Regions from separate parts of the Mus musculus genome. Here region 1 is linked to region 2. Evidence: chromatin contacts called from public HiChIP or PLAC-seq data. All regions are on one chromosome and are shown on one strand. The core of a region is the stretch at or near the end of the contact, and the rest is flanking DNA. Distances in the headings are between cores, read along the strand shown.

What was found. HiChIP or PLAC-seq counts read pairs in DNA pulled down with a chosen protein or histone mark.
Region 1: an H3K27ac HiChIP or PLAC-seq map of extraembryonic endoderm stem cells shows a contact between it and region 2, with 4 times the contacts expected there. The contact joins two enhancer-like sites. A contact is called at or near these places in 2 of 15 datasets of contacts at CTCF or cohesin (the NIH/3T3 cell line and pro-B cells), 7 of 484 Hi-C or Micro-C datasets (the Ba/F3 cell line, the STO cell line, embryonic stem cells and 3 more), 3 of 115 datasets of contacts at active chromatin or transcription factors (embryonic hindbrain, extraembryonic endoderm stem cells and stem cell-derived neural progenitor cells) and 1 of 9 other capture datasets (embryonic stem cells).

The regions. Positions count from the first base shown.
Region 1 is chr12:91,643,834-91,650,810 of GRCm38.p6, forward strand. It overlaps Ston2 (stonin 2), which reads right to left. Exons shown (of 7, transcript NM_175367.6): 5 at 3,399-5,237. Among named protein-coding and RNA genes, the nearest start is that of Gm16876, 34 kb to the right of the region's middle. Within about 2 kb of position 2,033, at least 32 of the 459 cell types and tissues checked have an H3K27ac peak or open chromatin away from gene starts, as enhancers often do. A contact at or near this core is called in extraembryonic endoderm stem cells, where this site is marked.
Region 2 is chr12:91,421,233-91,428,540 of GRCm38.p6, forward strand. All of the region lies in intron 1 of Tshr (thyroid stimulating hormone receptor), which reads left to right. Among named protein-coding and RNA genes, the nearest start is that of Tshr, 24 kb to the left of the region's middle. Within about 2 kb of position 2,084, at least 18 of the 459 cell types and tissues checked have an H3K27ac peak or open chromatin away from gene starts, as enhancers often do. A contact at or near this core is called in extraembryonic endoderm stem cells, where this site is marked.

The DNA.
Region 1 (6,977 bases), core at 783-3,282, 220 kb after region 2:
TTCTCTTTTTAAAAGGTGACTTCCTTCTCTGATTGTCTCAGAGAATACTCATAGGAACTCTGAAAGTCGAATCTTCTCTTGGATTCCTAGCTTTGGCTATCGAATGTGTAAGTGTGGTGGACAGTTAGGGCAAAACCATTTTAAAACTCGAATGGTTCAATTCATGGTTATAAAGATAAGCATATCTATATGTTAACAGGTCTTTCTTGATGAAATTCAGCATTAACATTCAGGCTGACGTCACTAGGCAGTAGTGTCACACTCTGTTAGTCCCAGCGAGAAATTAACAGCTGGCATGTCTTTAATGCCAGCACTTGAGAGGCAGAGACAGGGGGATTTGAGTTCGAAGCCAGCCTGCTCTACAGAGTACCAGGGCTGCACAGAGAAGCCCTGTCTCGACCCCTGCATAACGATGGTAGTAAAGTAATAGTGGGTGTGACTCCCAATCAGCCACTCCCTTGGCCTCAGTCTATGGAGCACTCTCTGTCGGGAAGCACTACAGAAGCATTTGCTGAATATCTGTTTGCTGTCTCCCTACCCTCTATTCATAGTCCGTTTCTTTTGGTTAGCAATCCTTTCTTCTCTCTCCTTTAGGACAATAATCCTCTCTGGCACTGTCTGCCATCTTGATTGCTCAGGTCACTTGTCAACTTGAGCCAAGTGGCCCAAGGACCAAAAATGATGACAAAAAAATTGTCTCCATGGCTGTACCGAGGAGATGACTGGTAGTTTCTGTGACTAGCGCTGTTTCGGAGCTATCTTTTCTGATGTCTGACTTTAACCTTTCCTTAGTTCAATGACCTACTCATCCTGAAGACCTCTACTCCAACTGCATTTAAGGTCAGCCTTTGTTGCATAAAACTAAAATTCTCCACATGGTGCTTTTGAGTATTTTAAGTCACTTTGACATTATTTGCACACATTGGGAAGCTACAAATCTTTGTTTCCAGGGTGCAGATTATTTGAGGTGTGTATTTATTTGGCTTCATCTATAAAGAGGACCTGTGGTATTGGAAATATAAATGAAGAAAATACCAAATAAAAAAATAAATAAATAAAAAAGAAGAGACCCTTGGCTGGGCAGTGGTGGCACACGCCTTTAATCCCAGCACTTGGGAAGCAGAGGCAGGTGGATTTCTAAGTTCGAGGCCAGCTTGGTCTACAGAGTGAGTTCCAGGACAGCCAGGGATACACAGAGAAACCCTGTTTTGAAAAAACCAAAAACCAAAAAACCAAAAACCCTTGGGAGACTGGAGAGATGGCTCAGTGGTTGAGAGCACTGACTGTTTTTCCAAAGGTCCTGAGTTCAAATCCCAGCACCCACATGGTAGTTCATGTGTAAAGGGATCTAATGCCCTCTTCTGGTCTGTCTGGAAACAGCTACAGTATACTCATATAAATAAAATAAATCTTAAAAAAAAAGAGAGAGAGAGACCCTTGTATGTGCTTTTGTGACTTCAGGTGAGTAGTGTCATCCGTCAGATCTCAGCCTCTCATCTGAGGTCCCAGCTTGAGAGCCCGGTCCTCTCACCTTGGTCTCTTCCCCAGGGCTTTTGTGCCACAGGAGAATTCAGGGCTTCTCATTTCCAATGTCAAGTGAGATGGGCCCCAGTGGCCGAGCCAGCAAGTACCTAAGCACCAGGAGAGCCCAGTGCTGAGCAGGGGAGAAAGGAGGAAGCGAGTACAGGGCAGAATACTGTTTGAAAACCCAGGGTGGCCGCCCCAGCCTTCAGCACAGAGGTCTGACTGTCTCTTCAGTTTGTACTGCCACACCCAGTGTCTGACACAGAAGGCCGGGTTGCCGGGTGGGTGGTGAGTGGGTGGAGGTTGCCTACTTTCTGGGCAGCCTTGGGAGTTGAATAGACTCTTGCTATCTCATCAAATTCCATTTAAGATATGATAATACAACCAATCCACACTTGTAGCACAACACCCTGAACACACAGCAATAGTTTAGCAGAGGTAGTGTGAGAAGGCATGGGCAGTTTCAAGCCAGTATTTTTTTTTTCCCTCCTCCTTCTCCTCTGACTAGCTAATCCACTTTCCTTAACAGATGGGCATGGCTTATTGCAGACAAGAGGAGTGGTTTAAGGGCTTGTTGCGGGCCACTGAGGTCACTTTGACATACTCCAAAAATAAAGCTGTTACTGCTGCCTTGTTTTGTCAGTCAAGAAGTCTTGCTAGTAACTCCCTCAGACACAGTAGCCCAGCCTCTGGCTGGGAGCAGGACAGCTAGGCTGGGAAGTTGGTTTACTTTCTTACTCCTTGCTTTACTTTCTGTCTGCTGGAACGCCAGCCCTTTGGATCTTGATACCCTGGCTATTTAATCTCTTTTCCATCATGAGTCCCAAAACCAAACTCTGGGTCTGAGATATTATGACCGACAGTAGCTGGTTGCGGAAGGCTCAGTTCTCACGTACCCTGAGCATATGACTGGGGGTCGTTGGGAAGGTTCCTCTTCAGAACGCACACGCTCTGCGATCTCGGAAGGAATTGCCTCTAGTACCTCAGCTAATATTTTAATTTAGAGTTCCAGAAGAACAAAACTTCAACAGAGCTTGAACAAGTAAAAATGCTTTCACAAGAACCTGAAGGTGATGTCAGGTGAAAGAGCCAGGGGTGGTGTTGCCTGCAGATAATCCCAGAGCTGGGGCTGGGCTGGAGACGCGGCTCAGAGGCTGAGTGCCCTGGCTGCTCTTGCAGAGAACCAGGGTTTTATTGCTACCACTTGCACGGTGAGCCACACGCCTCTGTAATTTCAGTTCCTTGGGATCTGACACCTTCTTCTGGCTGCTGCAGGCAATGCATGCGCATGCACGGGTGCACAGACATGCATGCAGCCCCAAAGCCCATACATAAAATAGTAAAATAACTAAAACAACAAAACACACAAACCATCAGGAGGAGGAACAAAGACAGGTGGATCACTTGGCTTACTGGGCGGCCAATTGAGCCAAACTGGTAAACTGAGTCCAGGCCAGTGAGAGAATCTTTTTCACAAACAGGGTGGCTAGCACCCTAGGAATGGCATCTGATGACAGTCTCCAGCCTCCACACATATGCACACGTGCATTTGCACACACACACCACACAAGAACACGGAACACGTGCCCGCAGTTCAGAGGCTACCCTGGACAGTTATTTAGCTGCCCTGCTGAGTAGTATAATAAATATATTTTATGGGAGATGAGAATGGTAAGGCTGGAAACAGAAGACATATACTAGGTCATGGTTATAACTATACATGGACCTTTCTAGTCTCCTTTTCTCCCCTCCCTATTACCACCACCATACATTCTAACTAAATGCTACACACAGGCCTATTAGTCTATAGGAGGTTGACTCCACCTCCTAAGCAGTCTCAGTGGTTGTATCCAGAGATGAGAATCCCTACCTACCTGAGTTCTTGTCTGGCAGCCGGTTTATCCTCCACACAATGGAGTTGAAGGCGTGCTCATACTTGGCCGTTCCCAGAGTTACTCTCATGACGGGCTCGGAGCCAGAGGCACCGGCAGAACCAAAACTTGCCCCCCGGTTCACTTTGGCTTTCAAAGACTTTTCCCCTAGAACGCTGTCCCTGCGGAAGTTTTTCACCCACTCGCTGGGCACTGGGTAGCGGACCATTACGTTCTCACAGGGAACCTGAGTGAGAGGGTCGCGGTTAGAGGAGAAGCCGGGGGACATCCTCAGCCAGCTCTGCACCTCTACTTCCGCCCCGTTAATGCTCGCTGCGGTCCTGAGTGTGAAGGGCAAGGTCTTCTCGGCAAATACGGTCCTAAACCTCATGAGCTCAAACCGGCATGCGTCCAAAGGGTTGAACAGAATAACCCGGGAACTGTTAAACACGTCCTCGTCCACGCACCCGTGGAAACGGCACTCGTGGAGCTTGATCCACTTGGTGGTGGTGGTGGGCATGATGTCCTGCCGGGAAACGATTTCGTTCCCTTTGATGAGGATGTCATTGAGGCCCAAGCGGCACTCGGCGAGCCCAGAGAGGAAACTCAGTATGTGGATCCGTGTCAAGACATGATGCTGTAAGATCTGGTTGTCTCCCTTGCCCACTGTGCCAGAGAACTCGTCTCGGACGTCCACCGTGATCTCCTCTTCGAGGTAGTTTAAGCCGACTGTGCTCAGGTCCATGGACAGCACTGGTAAATCCATGAGACGGTCCTGAACCGCATGGATGAAGCTCCGGAAGTCGTCGTAGTTGGTGGTGCCCAGTTTAATTACCTGTTCCCGTTCCGCTGCGTGGGCCACAGCAGGTTTGGGCTGGTATTTCTTCTTCTCCTTGTAAGTGACCCGGTCTATCCTCAAGCTGTGGATCCTCCCGTTCTCGTCATAGTTTTGGAGCCGGGGCTCCGACACCTCGTGGCAGATCTCCAGCTTGAATTCCCGGAATGGCTTTTCTAAGCCTTGCTCGTAATACAGCTGCAGGTAACCGCTGGCTGTCAGTTTGATGTAGATTGGTCCCCAGTGCCTAGAGGACATGATGTTTTTCTTCTCGGGGATTCGCAGCATCATTGGCCACCCGTCCCTGGGCTGAGAGAGCGCTGAGGCAGGTGAGGGGGCGTCCAGTTCAACCGAGGCCGTGGGGTCGTCATCGGGCAGGGCTGTATTGCCGACGGGATCAGGATCATCAATTTGGAGTTGCTTGAGCTTTTCGATGGCGTCGGGGTGGGGCTGGCTTTTGCCTGAATCATCAAAGCTGATGGCATCCTGGTAGACGACAATCAGAGAATCTCTTTGGCTTTTGCCGGTGGTACTGGAAACGGAACTGTTTTGGGAGCGCCTTTCCTGCTCTTCAAAGAAAGCACTGAACGGGTTGATAGGCGAGGGCTGTACGTCCTGCAGAGTCTCATTCAGGAAAGGATTGGTGGCCCTCCAGGGTGGGGCCTCGATTACAGAAGGTGGCCGGTTTAAGGAGGAAATGTCCAACTTTTGAACTTTGGGTAAGTTCATCAGTGTGCTCTTGGGACGGTCCCTCTTAAATGACCCAGTTGAGTTGAAAGGTACATCTGGGGCGGCAGTTGCGGCAGATGGGGTGTTTGGCTTCTTTGGAGAGGGGACTGGCGGCGAAGGGCAGCCGACTTCATTGTCTTCAAAAGTGACCCAGCTGGGGAAACGAGCTGTGGTCACCGGTGGAGCGGCAGGATGCCCATTCATGGCTGGACTGCCTGCCCACCAACTGATGGCTTCCATTTCTACTTCTTCATCTTCCTGGAGGGAGGACGAGTTGTCTGAAAGGAAAAGGAAAAGACATGAGGAGCCGCCCTGGAGGACCTCAGAGTTAATGGGAAATTGAAACTGGGGAGGCAAAGGTTTCTAGAATTTTATCTAGAACCCAGTGAACTCCCAAGCAGGGTATTACATGTGTCAAGTGCATAAAGTTCTTCTTTTGCCCACAAGTCTCATGATTGTGGCATGCTGGAGGGGAGACCACGTTAAAGGCAGTGAGAACACACGGCTTTGTCAAAACAGATGCACTAATATATGAAACAGACGGTTTCTCCATGAGGCTCTAAGGTGTGTGTCCTTAATTTAGAAACATTGAAATGACTCTCCTATGTGAAATGATACAAACTACAAACGGAATCTTTTTTGCTGTTGTTGTTGTTTTGTTTTTTTTTTTTTTGTTTTTTGAGACAGGGTTTCTCTGTGTAGCCCTGGCTGTCCTGGAACTCACTCTGTAGACCAGGCTGGCCTCGAACTCAGAAATACACCTGCCTCTGCCTTCCAAGTATTGGGATTAAAGTCAAGTGTCACCACTGCCCGGCACAAATGGACTCTTTAATTCTTTATGCTGGGCAGTGGCATAGCACTTTCTGAGTTTGAGTGGATTTCTGAGTTTGAGGGCACTTGGTCTACAAAGTGACTTTCAGGACAGCCAACGTTACACAGAGAAATCTTGTCTCGAAAAAAACCAAACCAAACCAAAAACAAACAAACAAACAAACCCCAAAGAATAACTATATTACTTTAAAAAAAATCCCTAGATCCCCAGTCATAATATGATAAGTACTTATCCTTAAAATAATTATGGCCTGGATGTGATCAATAAGTATGGATGGCAAAATGTGAGCGCCCTTAGTGTGCATGTAATAAATTTATATACATGAACACTTTGGTGACTGTCAGGATGTGGTGAAAAATGGGAGTCGTGGAAGGGAAATTCTGAGTGCTTGGTGAGAAAACTCCAAGAAAACAAGATAAGAGTCTTATGACTTCAGTTTTTCCAAAATATGGAATTGTTCTTGGGGGTGTGTATTTGTGTTCCTCCCAGGTGCAGCGGATAGGAGGGAGTTTATTTCAGCTGTTGTTAGTCATCTGCATCTATGGAAAAACATATTTCTGCCGCATGCATCTTGTTCTTATGGTTATACACAGCTTGAACTCATGGGAACTTTATTCATGGGACCTTTCTTAACCCTCAGAGTATAAACTGGTGCTCTGAGAAAAGATGGCTACTACGTGTGACTTTATTCTGTCTCAATTGTAATTTATTCTGCCCTGCTGCCTTTAGTGCAGTAAACTGGCGACATAAGTTTACTTAAGCACCCAGTGGGATAACACCTAGCCATTACACTGTGGGAAGCCACATGTGCCGTTGCAAGGTGGCGCTGGCTACTGCTGGCCACCACGCATAAGTTTGGGCAAACAACCAATGTGTACATATGCAGTAAAGTTTTTTGCCAAAACACTGCCTGGCCCAGGTATGATAATGAGGTTCTGAGAGTATAACCAATCAGATAAGGAACATGCAAATGAGGTATAGTGCATAACCAATCCGGGTGTGAGACATGCCTCTCCTAGGCCTATATAAGCAGCACCAGTTCTGGGCTCAGGGTCTCTTCGCCTCTGCAATCAAGCTCTCCCAATAAACGTGTGCAGAAGGATCCTGTTGCAGCGTTGTTCTTGCTGGTCGAGAGCAGGCATGCGCAAGAAGTGGTGCCAAAAACCGGGAAAAGAAACATCTTCAG
Region 2 (7,308 bases), core at 834-3,333:
GTCTGGGTCCATTTAGAAAGAGGAAGAAAAGAAACAAATTTTGTCGGTGGAGAACAAAACTTGAAGATAATTAATAGTGACAGATGAAGAGATTATGCTTCATTTTATCGTTAACACTGCCACTCTTCCCGGATTTTATTGCAGATCCTAGCGAGGAGAGGGGAAAAGAAAAGTCTAGGGATTAAGGATAAACTTTAGCGTGAGGGGGGCATTAAAAAGCCAAGTTTAGAGCAGAGCAAGGGCAACTAAAGGATAATGTGACTGCCAGAGGGCGTGTTAGCCAATGATGACAAATGAGCTCACAAAGGTTCGTTTGACAGTCTGCAAACTGACAGGAGTGCCTGTAGACAGGTAGCAGATGGCACATGGTATGGGACCTGCTCTAAGTGAACTGACACCAAGAAGACCGCAAGGCTACATCCCACAGCGACAGCATGGTTACAGCCCACAGCTCTAACTTGTGACCCAGTCCACAAGTCCGTAAGGGCACAATATGTCAACATGTGGAATCCTGGGACTTGGGGGGAAATAAATGTGGGACCATAACAAAATAGCACAATAGCCTAAGAGCCAAATTCATGTTCTGGTGTCAAAGCACGTTCATGGAGTGTTTTTATAATAACGGAGAGGAGGGAAAGGTCATGAAACAAGGCGCTTTTCAGATAACCTTTGTGGAAACCGAAGTGGCTACAGCAAAGTGGAAAAATCCTATGAGCTTTCCGTGTTGGCTGATGACTCGTAGTTTCTTGGTTGGCAGAACCTATGGTTTTGTTAATGTATCCCAAAAGGTTTGTATCTACTGGTTACAGGATGCTAGGGTCTGCCCAGTAGGCAAGGAATGGCTATTTAGTGGGTGTGGTGGTTGGAATGAGAATGTCCGTCACAGGCTCTGATATTTGAATACTTGGCCCCTCGGTGGTGGAACTGTTTGAGGAGGGGTAGAAAGTATGGCTTTCCTGGAAGACGTCTATCAGTGGGAACATGGTGTGAGGCTTCCAAGCCATGAGCCATTTTCGGTTCTTTCCCCTGCTTGCTCCTTATGATGGGAGCTCTCATTGGAATGCCCCAGCTGCCAGGCTTGCCTGCAGCTGAACCTCCCCCACGGTAATGGCGACAGACTCTTCTTACTCCTCTGGAACCATACCCCCAGATAAACCTTACCTTCTACAGGTTGCCTTGATTATGCTGTCTTATCACAGTAACAGAAAAGTAACTGTTACAGGGGCTAAGGCTATCCCTACATAAATTGCAATTAGGCTGCACTATTCACAACTCGCCACAGACACTGGGGTGAGAACCAGTTCACCCACCTCGCAAACATTTCCAACCTGAAGGTGCAGCCTCATTCACTCTGGGAGCTGCTGCTCTGCCTTCTCTCTGCTCTCCAAAGGATGTCATCGCATCCATACCACACAGCCAGATAACTGGGACCCTTCTCGCTCGGGCTAAGCAGTCTATATATAAATCAGACATTATCCATTTCCATTTCCCTGTGTAGGATGTTCTGCAGAGAAAGTAACATGATTTCCTGGAATGTCTATGTGCTTTGTGCAAGTCTTAAAAGGAAACGATCCCAAAACTCAGTTCCTTGTTGGTTCTGCTTGATTTGATCTAAATTCTTTATTTAAAAAATAGAGAATTCTATTCTAGTCTATTCTCCTTTAATATCCATCAGTTAAAAAAAAAATACTTTTTGTGCCCTTATAAATAACCTACATTCTATGCAAGAAGTTATAGTGTTCTGTTAAAAGGATCGAATTAAATAAAGACATCAGCAGAAATTGAATCAACAATTCTTGTTCCTGTCTGTGAAATGTCAATTAAATCCCAAGGCCCCAACAACAAACCCAGAAGCCTTATTTGAGCATTCTGATAGCCTTTGCTTTACCAATAAGCCACCTCTTTCCTCTGAGATTTGAATCACTTTTAAATGAATTATTGGGCTACATGATGACCTAGACTCCCAGGATTTATCACTGTTAATTTTCTACCTCTCTCTGACCATATCTTGTTAATTTGGAGAGCATCCCGCAGAGCTTTGCTCTGCCAAATGAAGCCTTCAACTAACCAGCAGAGGGAGCCCCAGAAGACGCCTCAGCTCCCCCAGTGTCTTCCTGGGTGCACCAGGAAGTCTCTGTGAATTCAGGTCTGCTCTCTGCAGGAAGAAGTGCTGTTCAAGTTGGAGGTAGAAAAGACCGATCTTTTAGATGGTGGTTTATTGACTTATTTAGTGCTTTGCTTAAGGCACTCTTTGTGCTGCCTATTCGCCAAGCGTGATTTCAGATAACTGGAGCTGAATGACCCAGAGAAAGAGCAGAAACAATGGACAGTCTGCTGACCTAACCATGCTTGCTTGCCTGCCCCACCTTGTGGTTTTTATACATTAAGAATACACAGTAGACACAGGCTCAAGGCCTTCATGAGCTTTGCTGGCTTCGGTCCACCGATGACGGCTCCTCTCCTCCGCTCTCACTGTTTGTTGTCCGGGTGCTCATCCAGAAAGAGCCCCACAAGAGACTTACTGGGGAAAGCCTGGGTTCTGTCTGCACACCAGTAGGAAACTAGTCTCTCGCCTAAGATCTTTTGAGAACGGAAAGTCTCTTTCGTACAAATTTCTCTTAACAGCTCAGTGGCTCTTGTTTTTCGAAACCCTAAATAAATTGATTCTATGGATCCATGGATGGTTAATGAGATGGGGAGAAAAAGAAAATAAGCTCTCTCCAAAACTGTTTAAGACAACACTGGTTTGTGGAGTGTCGAATTATTAAATTACCCAGTTTGTTTCTTCCACTGTAAAGATGCAGTAGTGATAGTAATCCTGGCTCCTGCCTCAGTCACTAATCTCTCTCCCCCCATCCCCTCCCCCTCCCCCTCTCCTTCCCCTTCCCCTGTCTTTCTTGCTCACTTGCTCCCTGGCTTGCTCTTGCTTTCTTACTCTCTCTGTGCATTTGTGTGTGTGTGTATGCATGTGTGTTTTTATGTGTGCATGCTTCTGTGTGGGTGTCTTTTGTGTCTGTGTGTGTATGTGTCTGTGTCCGTGTATGTATGTGTGAGTATATGTATGTATGTGTATTATGTACATGTGTGTATGTATGTGTGTCTGTGTGTGTATGTATGTGTATGTGTGTTTATGTGTGTGGTGTAGTTAATCCTCACATCAGCCCTTACTGGTAGGTTTCATTGTTCCCACCTACAGAGGAAGAAATAGAGGGCTTGGTGAAGAATTCAATCAAGGACACAAGCTAGAGAGAACTTTCTGACTCAAAAGCCGGTTCTCACCGGTTAAGAAAAATAACCCCATCTTGTAGGTATTTTGAACTGTACATGTCATTTAACCGTTACTGTCCCCACTTCCAAAGGTCCTGTGAGGTAAGCACGAATAGTAACTTCCCCTTCTCCCAACTCCTTTTTACCTCTTTAGCTCCTAATTTTAAAAGTTAGCTTGGGACTGAAAAGATCGCTTAGTGTTTAGGGGCATTCGCTGCTCTTGCTGAGGGCCTAGGTGCAGTTTCTGGAACCCACACGTGGTTTACAGCCATCTGGAACCGATACCTTCTTCTCACCTCTGAGGTCATCAGACATGCACAGAGTACGCAGACACACATGCAGGTAAACACTCCTACACATAGCATTTTTTTAAAAATCCTTTTATTAAAGATGAGAGAAACTAAAGCTCACAACATCAAATGAGGTTTTCTCTTTCTGTATAGAGTAGAGCTGAGACTGGGGTGGGGAGGGGCGATGTGATTGGCAGAGTCTGCTTTGTCACCTATAGGTGATGGGACTCATCTTTCTCCCCAACGCCTTAATCCCAACACAGCCATTTAAGCCCTGAGTTGTTTTGGTTTTTTGTTTGTTTGTTTGTTTGTTTGTTTGTTGTTTTGCTTTGTTTTTAAGAAATGAGAACAGCTACCGGAAGATCCAACAATACCTCTCCTGGGCATATACCCAGAAGATGTTCCAACTGGTAATAAGGACACATGTTCCACTATGTTCATAGCAGCCTTATTTATAATAGCCAGAAGCTGGAAAGAACCCAGATTTCCCTCAACAAAGGAATGGATACTGAAAGTGTGATACATTTACACAATGAAGTACTACTCAGCTATTAAAAAGAATGAATTTATGAAATTCTTGGGCAAATGCATGTATCTGGAGGATATCATCCTTAGTGAGGTAACCCAATCACAAAAGAAGTCACTTGATATGCACTCACTGATAAGTGGATATTAGCCCAGAAACTTAGAATACCCAAGATACAATTTGCAAAGCACAAGAAAATCAAGAAGAACGAAGACCAAAGTGTGGATACTTCATTCCTCCTTAGGCTAGGGAACAAAACACCCATGGAAGGAGTTACAGAGACAAAGTTTAGAGCTAAGACGAAAGGATGCACCATCCAGATACTAGCCCACCCAGGGATCCATCCCATAATCAGCCACCAAACCCAGACACTATTGCATATGCCAGCAAGATTTTGCTGAAAGGACCCTGATATAGCTATCTCAAGTGAGACTATGCCAGTGTCTGGCAAACACAGAAGTGGATGCACACAGTCATCTATAGGATAGAACACAGGGCCCCCAATATAGGAGCTAGAGAAAGTACCCAAGGAGCTAAAGGGGTCTGTAACCCTATAGGTGGAACAACAATATGAACTAACCAGTACCTCCAGAGCTCATGTCTCTAGCTGCATATGTATCAGAAGATGGCCTAGTCGGCCATCATTGGGAAGAGAGGCCCCTTGATCTTACAAACTTTATAAGCCCCAGTACAGGGGATGCCAGGGCCAAGAAGTAGGAGTGAGTGGGTAGGGGAGCAGGGCGGGGGTATAGGGAACTTTCGGGATAGCATTTGAAATGTAAATAAAGAAAATATCTAATAAAAAGAAAAAAGGAAAGAAATGAGAACAGCATTATGTTATTTCCAAAGATCAAATGAAATAAGGTGTGAAGGTGTTTATTAGGTAGGTAAACAATATACAGACCCATACAATCCCATTATCAATATGATCTTGGGTTAGAGTCGGGAGCCAAGTTATGTGTATCTTATGGCAAAATGGCAAGAGAAAGCAGGTCTGTGTCTTTTATTTGCTTCTTCCAGTGAGTGTTCAGTGTTCAGCCTCTCCTCTCCATACCCCAGTTAACTGCCTTTCCCGCTCTCTTTGTCTTGACTCTCAGGGAGCAATGTTGCTTGGAAAGCATTAGAAGGCATTTAGAGGTCATATCCATCCTTCTTAAACTTTGATGCATCTGTTTGTCTGGACTGTCCTATGAGATGCTATCCATCTACCTGGGAAGCCTTCCACCCCTCATTCTGCCCTCTCTGACACTTGGAATCCATCTTCTTGTCCTTTAGAGTGAAAGCAGCTGTCATCACTGACAGTCCTCAGCGTCTATGGGGCTGTACCAACCCATCCTCTGCAAATCAAAAACATCACAGTGAAAAACGCCCTTTGTGAACCTCCCACTCTTCACGTAGCCCAGTGACTCTGTGCTGCTGGATTCCAGGCACTGCCCCGTCATGGTTGGATGAGAGCTATTGTCTTATTATTCAGAATCATGAAAAAGAATAATCAGAGTGTTCACTAGCCTGGAAAAAGTTTTAAAGTACACTTTCTACATTTTCTATCATAAAAATAAAAAATTATAGGTCCAAGAACCAGTAAGTCAAAGACAACGTGGACATCATTATAAACTGCCCTGGTATCCATTTGTTACGCATAAAACTAAGAAATTGTCAGGGTGGGACTAGAGAGATGGCTCAGCAGTTAAGAGCACGTGGGCTGCTCTTCCAGAGGATCCAGATTCAATTCCCAGCAACCACATGGCAGCTTACAACTGTCTGTAACTCCAGTTCCAAGGGATCTGACACCCTCACATAGAAAATCAATCAATCAATCAATCAATCAATCAATCAATCTTTTTTTTTTAAACCTAAGGAATTGTGAAGCAGCTTAAAATGGAGAGATGGGACCTGGCCTTTGCCCTGACCTCTGCAGCTTAAAACAACCAGGAGGCTGCTTTTATTCTCCTGGGAGTCTGTTTCTCAAATGTGTGTGCATGTGCACTGTGACGTGGAGATGTGAAGGGCACTGAGTGGAGAGCACTGTGGGAGCAGGTGCTCTGGACTTGCTAGATCTATATGTTGGATTCAGTGTCATTTGAGTACTACCATTGCAGAGGCACCAGCTGAACAAGACAAATTGGTCATTCATCACGAGTTCCTTAAATATGCATTCTGGACAGCAGCTACTGGTGAAATAATTCAAGTTGGTGGGTGTCATAAGGTGAAAAAGGACATTCTAGATAGCCAATATTGATGCAAGAATTACAGGTTTGGTGGGTACTGGAAAAGTTAAAAAATGAGCTTCCAGTGACTCAAAGTTAATGAGTGTAGTAACGTCTTTTTTTAAATAATAAAGCACAAATTGGTTTTGGAAAGAAAAATGTAACAAATGAGAGACTCATTGTTTTAACCTCAGAGACCACTAAACAACCAAACCAAACAAACCCCAAAAAGTTCATGCAATAGCATCAGAGGAGAACCAAAGGGTGGGTTCTACAAGGATAATGAATTCTGCTGACATTTCCTCTTCTTGGCTATAAGAATTTTTGCATCTTTTGCAATCATACCCTGTTGGAAAGCCTCGTGGCTTGGGTTGATTTATACCTACTACATATTTTGATTTCCAAAAGTGCATGTCCATGAGTAAGTAAATAGGCAGTCTCAGGATGACCGTCTTCATCAAAAACACATATGCATTGGCTGCATAATTGTTTAAACAACTGGCATCCTAGCATCAACAAGAATTTTCTTCTGGTACCCACATTGGAGGATATTGCATGACTTGGGAGAAAAGACAGGTATAGGCTAATTCTTGGGGACTCTCAGAGTACTGGAAGAGGAATTCATTAACCCCTTCCTTAGTATAAGAATCTCTGAACACCACTGAAAAGCATTCTTCCTTTGAATGCTTGTAGTGAAGAGTTTACTCCTTTGAAGAGTTCTGTTTTTATGTTTTCCAAGAAAGAAAGAGAGAGGGGGGAGGGAGGAAGGGAGGGAGGAAGGAAGGAAGGAAGGAAGGAAGGAAGGAAGGAAGGAAGGAAGAAAGGAAGGAAGGAAGAGAAACATCTTGTGAGGGTGGAGCCACACGTGTGCAATTAGGTACATATGTGAAAGTCCACAGGCATCCTCCAGTGTCCTTGCCTTCTCCCCTACTGAGACAAGATCTCTTTGTTCTTTACTGCTCTGAAAGGTAGTGTGTCAGGCTTTTCAGCTTCGGAGTATTCTCCTGTCTCTGCCTCC